2 separate regions of the Astyanax mexicanus genome follow, and region 1 is linked to region 2. A link is a contact called in public Hi-C data. All regions are on one chromosome and are shown on one strand. The core of a region is the stretch at or near the end of the contact, and the rest is flanking DNA. Distances in the headings are between cores, read along the strand shown.

What was found. Hi-C and Micro-C count contacts between places; a contact is called where the count stands out from the background.
Region 1: a Hi-C map of muscle shows a contact between it and region 2, with 15 times the contacts expected there. The contact joins the enhancer-like site here to the promoter of LOC103045577 in region 2. A contact is called at or near these places in 2 of 3 Hi-C or Micro-C datasets (both in muscle).

Annotation. Positions count from the first base shown.
Region 1 is chr4:31,060,339-31,065,602 of AstMex3_surface, forward strand. No RefSeq gene overlaps it. Among protein-coding and RNA genes, the nearest start is that of LOC103023088, 16 kb to the right of the region's middle. Within about 2 kb of position 3,778, the one cell type or tissue checked has an H3K27ac peak away from gene starts, as active enhancers do.
Region 2 is chr4:30,963,807-30,969,632 of AstMex3_surface, forward strand. It overlaps LOC103045577 (teashirt homolog 1), which reads left to right and starts at 1,690. Exons shown (of 2, transcript XM_015600856.3): 1 at 1,690-2,438. The coding sequence starts at 2,399. It overlaps LOC103045873 (prostaglandin reductase-3), which reads right to left and starts at 279. Exons shown (of 2, transcript XM_007231653.3): 1 at 1-279. The coding sequence starts at 139.

The sequences.
Region 1 (5,264 bases), core at 2,528-5,027, 99 kb after region 2:
CTTAAGACATGTCCAGAGGTGTGTCTCTAATTAACTCAGATGTTGCCAGTAAACCTATCATTAGCTTGCAAAGACATGATATCATCATATGGGCTGTCCCAAATCATTTAACGGCATAGTTGTCAGGATGCAGCAAGGGAGACGCGGAGGCGGCCGCAAATGCAAGTAATTTAATAATAGAAATGAACCAAAATAAACACAAAACTGGATAAATAAATAGACAGGGACACCAGAATAAACACAGAATACACAAAGACCTAAAACCTAATAGATATAAAACACACACAAGGACCAGGCAACTAACACTAAAAACACAGGGGCTTAAATACACACGGAGGAAACGGGAAACAGGAAACACCTGGGGATAGGTAATAAGGGGGCGGAGCTACAAATGGACACAAGTGGGAGCACTGAAGCCATGGGTAGAGACTAGGGCTGCGTCCAGAAACTTTTGCTACTCCTCCTCTCCTACTCCTCCTTTCCTACTCCTCCTCTCCTACCCCGGAAGAAGGTGGAGGAATTGAGGAGAGGAGAGGAGGAGGAGGAATGGAGGGAAGGAGCTGTAATTGGGGAAATGGGACAGCTGATCCCTTTTAGATAGGATGTTGACTACCGTTGAACTGAGCCAATCACAACGCTCACTTTCAGCACGTTTCAGAACATTACTATCACACACAGCTAAAAATTCAGATATTCCAATAAAATCCTGTTTACTCCCAGACGCATTTTTGGCCGCATCTCTGACCAGTGACTCTGGCAGCCCTGTCTGACCTCAGCCTTATGAGGGATTCAGTTCCTCATCAGTCCCTAAGTTAAAATAAATAAGTAAATAAATGAATTAATTAAAATTATATATATATATATTATAAATAATATATGTTTTTATATGTATAACATGATACACATAGGGTCATAAATATAGTTTTACTGAGCATACAGTTTATCTAAACTATAAATTATATTACTGCTTTACTGGCTGTTTAATTAGATAAGGAACCTAGTTAATTAATATGTTTATGACGTATATTTGGGCGTTGCCTTCCCCATTTTCGTGTGCTCTGTGGGCGTGGATGCAGTGATGTCATTGGAAAATCCTTAAAAGTCTTCCGGAGTAGGATACACTGATGTAACCTCCGTTGGAAGCCTACTACAGGTGGATTTTAAGCGGCTTCTTTCGTCTCCTACGGTATTCGGACAGGTGGCAAGATGGCGTCATGAAATCAGTTTCCGGGTCACGGAGGAGAGGAGGAGGATCGGTAGGAAAAAGGAGACACTTTTGGGGTTTCTGGATGCAGCCATGGAGAACACAGACAGGGCCATGTGCTAAGGAAGGTATATAAACAAACAACAGGGCATGAAAAACACACAGAACAGGACGAGAACATGAAAATAGTAATCTTAGAGTATATAAACTTTTGATTTTGCAGAAAGTAATAAAAATGCCTTAAAAATTATCTCTCTCTCTATCTCTCTTTTATTAATCTGGCTTTAAGCAAGTATAAATAATTTTAGTAATCCATATTGTTTTAAAAGTAAATGTATTGTCAATGTATTAAATTAACCTAAACAATAATTTACAATATTTCATTATTTAAATGTTCAACCAGTAAACTAATGCTGACTGATGGAGAGGGCAGGTGTACTGGGTTAAAGGTGATGGACCTCCGTAACAGAGAAGCCACACTCTGCTCCGGAGGACAGGATAAACAGAACATGAGCTCATTGCCTGTCTGTAGGAATCTGGTCACTGGCGCTGGGAAAAGGTCATCTCCGGGAGCACACTGGCTCATCTCCAGGCTGTGTTCTTCACTGTCAGTTCAGCCTGTTTATTTTATCCCAGAGGAACTGAGGAACTGTCCAGCCTGTTAAAAAGGATGCCTAATCTGTATCTGCTGTGTGTGAACTGTGTAGTAAGTTATCATTAATAATAACATACCATATTTTTTTCAATATAAGGTGCACTTAAAATCCTCATCAGTGCGCCATATAATTTGGTACACCCTATGTATTAATTTTACCAGTCAGGTTGTAAGGAGCAGTAAAGCCACTCCGCTAAAGTACAGCATTATACAGGAGCTTCAGTTTAGTTCTCCAGTAGTATTAGCATTAGCCACTAACCGTGCTAACCACTAGCTCTTTGACCATTCAGAGGTGAGTTTAATCAGCCTGTAGCCTGCTGCTAACCCCGGATAGCACTGCAGGAGCAGCATTATCTTTCAGAGATGAGTATATCAGAGTATATCAGACTGTAGTCTGCATGTTTACCGTGTTAAAACAAGCTACATTTAATGAACTGCTAGCTAATATCACCCTGGCTTACCAGAACACTCAGGGTTCCTCAGTGTAGTTCTATCAAGTGACATTAGCTGCAACCACTAGCGGTTAGCTGCTAATGCTAATGCTATAGCTTTAGTTGAAATCTGTAAATCTAAGCTTACTGTAAATAAACAAAAGTGCTTTACTCACCCAAATAAACAGTTTTTAGGAGATAAATCTGTGTAGATTAACATCCAGCACTTGTTTGTCTTGTCTGACTCGTCTGAAATGTTTTTTTTATATATACAGTTTTGTTAACTTAACTTAGCTAAGCTTTACAGGTCTCGCCACCCAGGGGTGCACTTTATAATCCAGTGCGCCTTATGTATGAAAACAGACCAGAAAATAGGCGTTTATTGATAGTGCGACGTATAATCTGGTGCGCCATATAGTGTGAAAAATATGGTTATCACTGAAAGCACTCAGTATGAAAGAACGTTTTTTCTATGCCTATTGTTGCAATTATTATAATAATGCATGGTGATGTTGTCACACTGCTTGCACCCAATCAGTCAGGTTTGTATGTATGTGTGTATATATATGTATAATTTTCATATAATATTAAAATCTGCCTGGATTGTGAGTATGTACAGTAAGTGCTGTTTTCCGGGAGACGCAGTGAAAATAACTGTTGATGGTAATTGACTTGTGAGCAGGGTGTGTTGTATAATAATGAAGTGTCTCTTTGAACCGTGTCAATGTCTTGGTCAGTAAGTGTCTGTTTAATGCCATCACTGCTTCCCCTCCAGGCTGGGGGAGAGTGAGCTGAAGCCAGAGACAAATTTTGAATTAAATTACAGCTGTAAGCGGTGTGGGGGCTGGTGGGGGGTCTTAGTAATGTTAAATATAATCAGTTTATCAGTGTTCATTAGTGTGAATCAGTGAATATGAACCGAAAGCTGACAGTTTTTGGATACACTGACTGCCCTGCTGGTACAGAGCAGTGTGTGTGTGTGTGTGTGTGTGTGTCTCTATGTGTGTGTGTGTGTGTGTGTGTGTGTGTGTGTGCATTTACAGAAATACTGTGTATATAATCAAATGGACAAATTGCTTGAATTTTTGCACCAGGAGTAGCATAAAGTCATCCAAAAGCAGTGTGTAAGACTGGTGGAGGAGGACATTCCAAGATGCATGAACAGGATTATTCCACCTTTACATTTTTTGAGGTCTGAAAGCTCTGCATCTTTTTTGTTATTTCAGCCATTTCTCATTTTCTGCAAATAAATGCCCAAAATTATTTGAGACATTTTAAGACATTGCTGTGAAACTAATATTTGAAAGATGCATTTTTCTATTCATAAGATCTACATTACGTTATTTTAGGTTTGTTAAATGATCCTAAATATAAAAAAAAAAATGTAAAAATCCTGAAATAGTCATGTATGGGGCAGAAATGTACGTCTATCTGTTTCCTGCTAATTACGGTCAGAGCGCCCCCCGGAGGTCAGCTGCTGGAACCCGTCACTCCAGCGTCTGTGATTACCCGAGGCTCAGGGTCATGACCTTTCTGTGGCATTTCACAGCTCCACAGCCTTTTGATTAGTGCCATATTTACATATTTACATATTTGCATATTCAAACAGTTACATATTTGCAAATTCCAGAGGACGGGGCTGTACCGAGTCCCAGACAGCTGAGGTGTGTAAATATGTTTGGCCTTTTCTTCGATTGCAGAGTGACGTTGCTGGCCTACACACACACACACACACACACACACACACACACACAAAAAACAATTCATAGTGTAAGATGTGTGTAATGTGTGCTTAAATATAAAATATTATCACAGTATTTTAGAACTATAACTGTATTATAAGGCGCACTATCAATCAACCTCTATTTTCTAGTGTATTTTCATAAGGAGCATTTTAAGCGACACAAGTAAGTAACAAGGGTGTCGCACAATAATCTACACAGATTTCTCGCCTGAAAACTGTTTATTTGGGTGAGTAAAGTGCTTCTGTTTATTTACAGTAAGCTTAGATTTCCAATATTTTCAACTGGACGATTTGCAGCAGCGCTAGTCACGGTTAGCAGGGCTTAGCGCTAGTAAATGCTGCCCGACAGCGCTACACTGAGGAACCCTGAGTGTTCTGGTAACCCAGAGCTCTATCAGCTAGCGGTTCGTCCCACATAGCTTGTTTTAACACTGTAAACACGCAAAAGAGCTAGCGCTGTGGTTAACGGCTAATGCTAATACCAGCTTCTGTGCTGGAGAAACTCCTGTTTAACGCTGTACTTCAGTGGAGTGACTTTACTGCTCTTAAATACCTGACTGGTAGAAATCATAAATTAGGCGCACTGGATTATAAATGCACACTGTCGATTTTTGAAAAAACTAAGGGCTTTTAAGTGCACCTTATACAAAAATACAAAAAATAGTTTATTGAGGAAAACCATACAACTGAAAGAAGGCTCTAGTGCCCTATTGCTCTCCTTTTGTCTGGATATATTGTGAGATATGATTGGATATGGAGGTATACAGGATGTGTATAGCATCCTGCAGCACATTTAGCCACATATGTTGCAGCTGGGTCTGTAGATCCTGCTCTGTACTCATATTTTGCTGTGTTCAAATGTTTAAATAGGGATAAATATGTAATCCTGACACACGGTGTCATACTTGAGAAGCTCTTGTTGTGTGTGGGTGAGATTTATCTTGCTGAAAAATGCCAGTTAGAAGTTAAAATGTCTTCAACTGCATTGTAGAGGCAGTCAGTAATCTTTCGCCAGGAGGAAAACTACCCAATCGTAGCCTCTGACATAAATATACAGTGTTTAATGAAGCAGCCTCTTGTCACTGATAAAAATTATTTGGAAATCATGTCTACATCTAATTCTATACAAATGTTTAGAATAAAAAAGTTGTTTAGTTTTGCAACAATTTGTACAGTTCATCCCTCCATCTAGCTTTGTTAACCTGCAGCTTCTCCAGTGCTAATTGGTGG
Region 2 (5,826 bases), core at 440-2,939:
AGTGAGTGGAGTAGGACAGGTCGATGATGGAGCGGCTCGGGACGGAGTGAACCCGGGGCAGACTCGCCTCGCTGCGGGCAGTGTGAGCGGCCAGGAGTCGCAGCAGGAACCGGGACATGCCTGCGTTCAGGAACTTCATAGGTACATAGCTGATAATAACCACGATAAACTGTGCTGAAGTTCAGGGTCACCCAGCAGCTCTGCTGATAACCCTTACCCTGTTTTACCACAGCAGCAGCAGAGCCCTCCCAAACACACACAGTGCCAGCTGCAGTTACACACACTATACTGCAGCCTGTCCAGCAAATGTAACAGTAAATATTGATAGTTATTATGTTTTTCATGTGTCTGCACAGTCTGTACGTTTTTGATGAGCATGTCTAATTACACAGAGCATGCTAAAAAGTACTTAATTCCTCAAGATTTAAGAGAGTACAGGTGTAGGTGAGTGAAAAACTTGGGTGCAGGTTCCCACTAGTGTGCAGAGAACAATATTTACAAGTAGAATAGTAAAATAAAATAGAATATACAGGTAACTTTACAGTATACATAATAAAGGCAATACACACAATAACACAATAAACTTACATTGAATATATAAATATACTGTGCTATATAGATATGCAGATGTCTAGAGTATGTGTGTGTAAAAGTGAGGAAATAGTCCAATAAGTGACAGAATAGCTGTAAGTAAAGTGCAGGTACAGAATGAGTTGTGTGGGATAAGTACAGTCTGGGACAGCCCGGTAGGTACAGTGTAAAATAAAGTGCAGGGTGCAGTGAGGTTGTATGATAATTTGTCTCTCTTCAAATTGAAATAATTTTGGTGATTTTAGTGATAATTCTGTTATGCTCTTTTTACTCGCTAACTCTCTTCTGTACTGATTCTGTATTTCTTTGCATTAACAATGCTTGAATGAGCAGATGAAGACTGAGTTTTTCCCTTCCAATATCTACATGTTCGCAGTAGCTCTTGTATCAGCCCCATTACCATTACCTGTTCCAACTATCGTGTTGGGAAAGTTTGCATTACATTCTTACATTTATTATTTCATTATTATGTCCTTAAGGCAATTTTTCATGACCGTATGTTTTTTAAAAGGCTTAAAATTAATTTTATAAAACTGCTGACACAATATTTAATAAAATATTCTATTCTGTAGGGCTAAATTACTGAATTAACTCTGAGCTGATGTATTTGTTAGCTCAAAATAGATTTTCTCCATCAGTAAACGGGAACACAAAGATTTCTAGACCTAATTTCCATGACTTCTCCAAAACCTTCTGGGTATTTTTTTTTTTTTCAAAACTTGTCCAGAATTTCTTGTCTAGAAATTGCTATTTTCAAAATTTTCCAAAGTTTTTCATGGCCGTACGAACCCTGTATAAAAGCAAGGAAATCGTCTATTTGTTCCTGTATTGTGTATACATTGATTTAAGTCACGATTTAAAGCTTTTGTCTTTAAAAGTGTCCTCACAGGTCACTCGATGCGTTCACTTATCTGTAGAGAGGGTCTAAACTAAAGCCCCGCCTCCCTGCGGTGCTGATTCGCCGGTAGAGTCCTCCCATCTGCGCTGGGATTGGCTAGTAGTTCATCGGCGGACTGCCTATGAGTGTGAACTACTAGCCAATCCTGTCGCAGAGGGAGTGGGAGCTGCCGGAATACGGGTGGAGATGCGGGCGGAATACGGGTGAGATCAGGGACCCGTAACGGCGCTGCTGCGCTGAGAGCCAAACACAGGAGTTTATAGCGGAGCGATCGGTCCAGCCTGGATGTCAGAGTGGCTTTTATTTTATAAAACACTAAATCACGCCCCGCCCTCAGGACTCCGAGACTCGGGGGACAAGTCTGGGAATGTAGGTGGAAGCGGAGCTAGCCCGCTTTAGCAGAGCCGACACGCCACACCGCCACCCCCCCGGAGCGCTGTCCGGAGCCTAACCGAGCTTTCCTACCCGAGACCCGGGCAGAGAGCCTGCAGCAGCTCGCCGACCAACTCTGGGTCAAATCTGTTTTACAGCTCATCCAGCAGATCCAGCGTTGTCTCTTCTGGTTTAAAACATTTTTCACCATAGAAATCAACTACGGCAATAACTGTGAAGTTGATTTTTCGAGTTTTGGGACGTCTTTATGTTCGTGTCGCCTGGTTTGTTTTGAGTATTCTCACACCGTGGGAATTATGGACCTGCTACAGTCTTGATCCACTTATATTTTATTTAGCATTTTCTGTATCAATCCCCGAGATGGTCTTACGTGGTTTTAGGTGCTAAAAAGTCGAGTTTGGATGAGCAGTGAAGCTCGGGACAGTGCCGGACACACCGAGCCGCTGCTGGCCGCCCCAGGAGCTCCGTGTGCGGGATAGAGGAGCCGTGTTTCCGCCGCTGAGTAGGAGGAGCAGCATGCCGAGGAGAAAGCAGCAGGAGCCGCGGAGAGCTGCAGGTACAGCCGGCCTTCTGGAAATAACTACTCAGCCTCCTCAAACACACACATTTATCCACTCTGGAGCTCCACAGCCTCTTCAAACACACATTTACACACCCTGGAGCTCCACAGCCTCTTCAAACACATTTACACATAGCAGCTCCACAGACTCCTCAAACTCACATTTACACACCCTGGAGCTCCACAGACTCCTCAAACACACATTTATTCACTCTGGAGCTCCACAGACTCCTCAAACACACATTTACACACCCTGGAGCTACACAGACTCCTCAAACTCACAGTTACACACTGGAGCTCCACAGACTCCTTAAACACACACATTTATCCACTCTGGAGCTCCATAGACTCTTCAAACACACACATTTATTCACTCTGGAGCTCCACAGACTCCTCAAACTTACATTTACTCACTCTGGAGCTCCACAGCCTCATCAAACACACATAGTTACACATTGGAGCTCCACAGACTCCTCAAACACACATTTACACACACTGGAGCTACACAGACTCCTCAAACTCACAGTTACACACTCTGGAGCTCCACAGACTCCTTAAACACACACATTTATCCACTCTGGAGCTCCATAGACTCTTCAAACACACACATTTATTCACTCTGGAGCTCCACAGACTCCTCAAACTTACATTTACTCACTCTGGAGCTCCACAGCCTCATCAAACACACATAGTTACACATTGGAGCTCTACCGCCTCTTCAAACACACACATTTACACACTCTGGAGCTCCACAGCCTCATCAAACACACACAGTTACACACTCTGGGGCTCCACAGCCTCTTCAAACAAACATTTACACACACTGAAGCTCCACATCCTCCACACTCTGGAGCTCCACAGCTGCTTCACACACACATTTACACACTCTGGAGCATTTTAATAATTTGGTCACTCTGCGTGGGTTAAAATGCATTTAAGCATAAAAATAATATATGAATATATTTTGAAGAGCATGAAGAGTTTAGCAGCAGGCCCTTTACAGAGTGATGAAGGAATCAAACCAATAGAGCTTTGATCTCAGTTATTAGAGCATCATCAGCACATGATCAATTGTGATTGAACAGTGGTGCCATGTGGTGCTCTTTTGAAATGGTGAGCTCTGATAATCGATTATTTCGTGGAGGTGCTCCACTCGAACAGCCAGTCTGAAGAGACCTAGAGAAAGTTTACAGAGCAAATATAGAACTGCTGTTTGTGTGTGTACAATACATTACTACCACTTACACAGAAACAGTATTATGTTACAATAGTCCACAACAGGACACTTAACTGTTAATATTATATTATATGATGCTTTAATACATGCTATATATTGTCTACGTTACTGAATGACACTACACCTGTATTATAGACTACTGTAGTTCAACAACAGATTATCATTATTATTATTATTATTATTATTATTATTATTATTATTATTATTATTATTATTTACTATTAAGCAAATTGCAAAAAGTTAGGAAAATTGTACAGGTGTTTATCACAGCACACTACGGCAGTGTTGTATTACTATAGTTTATAGTATTACAAATGACACCAGTGCATAAATAACTATTTTACTCCAGGGTACTGCACCAGTAATATAGATCACTATAGTTTACTACACCAGTATTGTATTGTATTATTGTAATATTAAGTATTATTGTCTACTTAAGTGCACTATATCGTTATTATAGGTTACTATTGATCAGTGGGTCTGAATCTTTTTTTATTTGGAGGCCTTCTTTGCGAACAGAAGATGCCACTGTGCCCCCTCAACCCTTATATCTTTCTGTGGCACCCCTAGCACTTCACTGCGGCCCCCAGTTTGAGAACCATTGTTGTAGATTCCTATAGGACATTACACTGCTCTGTATTGTGGTTTAATATAATATAATGTAGGACAGATTTAGATTTCTATAGTAAGTTACTATAGAAGGATTATTATATCTAGTGCTGATATAGGTGTAAATATTAACCAATTTATTTACACAAACCTGTTTTTTTTCCAGATGAATTGTATAATAGAATGTATAAAATGCGCTATAAAGTTTGCACAAGTTTATTGTCTCTAGTTTGTTAAATACAGCAAATAATCATTCACAGTCATTGTGAATTGTGAATAAAATGTGCAAAACAGTTTGTAGAGTGTGTGTGTGTGTGTGTGAGATAAGGGAACAGGATAGTGTGTGTGAATTTGGAGAATGATGACACCTGCTAAATCCGCATCAGTCCTCTTTCTCCTACACGCACACAAACACATGCACGCAGAATCTTAGCTTTGATCTTTAATCTCTATCATTTTTCTGACAGTGAGAGTTAAACACAGAACTGTGAAGAATAACTATAACAATAGTACTAATAATTTTAAAACCCCAAATTCAGAAAAAGTCAGGAATACAAATGTACCAATCATAGAAAATACTAAAGGGCAACATTTCTGATATTTACTTTTGTTTTTCTAATTGCAGACAGCGTCATTTCATTCGGTTTTGTCTTGTTAACTTTAATTTTTTTTCACATCATATAAAGATGTTATGGCACCAAGGATAAGAAGTGATGTAGTGTTTCATGTGTAATTTTCTTCTCATGCTTCTTGCAAACACGTTTTAACCCTTTCAGACCCTGTGTCCATTACCGTACATATTATGTGTTTTCATGATTTGTTGCACATAACACTAATTGAGACCTGCTGTCCATGAGAATAGACCATGAACCAGCCAATGAAACAGTAGTTTGTTTTACTGTTTAGGGATGGTTTGTGCAATAAAAAGGTCAATATTAAAAATAATACATGTTAAAAACAGGTTTTCTATGCAATTTTCCATTTAAAAATATATTAATTATTTTAGTTAATTAATATATAATTTTACTTAATGTTGTTGCTGTCCCAAAAATGAAAATAATAAAATAAAATTTAAGTCAATGTAAATATAATTTATTTCAGGTCATTTTCTAGAATTTCTATTGGTACATTTATTAAGATTTTTAACACAATGTATGGTTTGTGTGTTCAAAATATGTAATAAACTAAAAATAAATTTTCATTGGACAGTGAGGATATGTGTGGCTTAGACAGAAAACAACATTCTTATTTATTGTTTTCTAAATTATTCAAATTCTCCAGCCCAGTACCTGTACCCTCTTCTTCCCCCGCCATGCCTTTATAATGTGTGCAGCATGTGGTTTTTCACAGTCTTGTTTAAAAATTGTTCAGAGGTCCATTGAAAAGATATAGTCTTTAAAGAAGCATAAATTGTTTTAACATCTCAATGTACGTTTCTACATTAATTCTGGATCAGCAGTGTACTCAAACACCTTCATACCATAACAGACCCTGGCTATTGGTCTCCAATTTTTCCCCCAAATTGTTTTCCTAGTATAC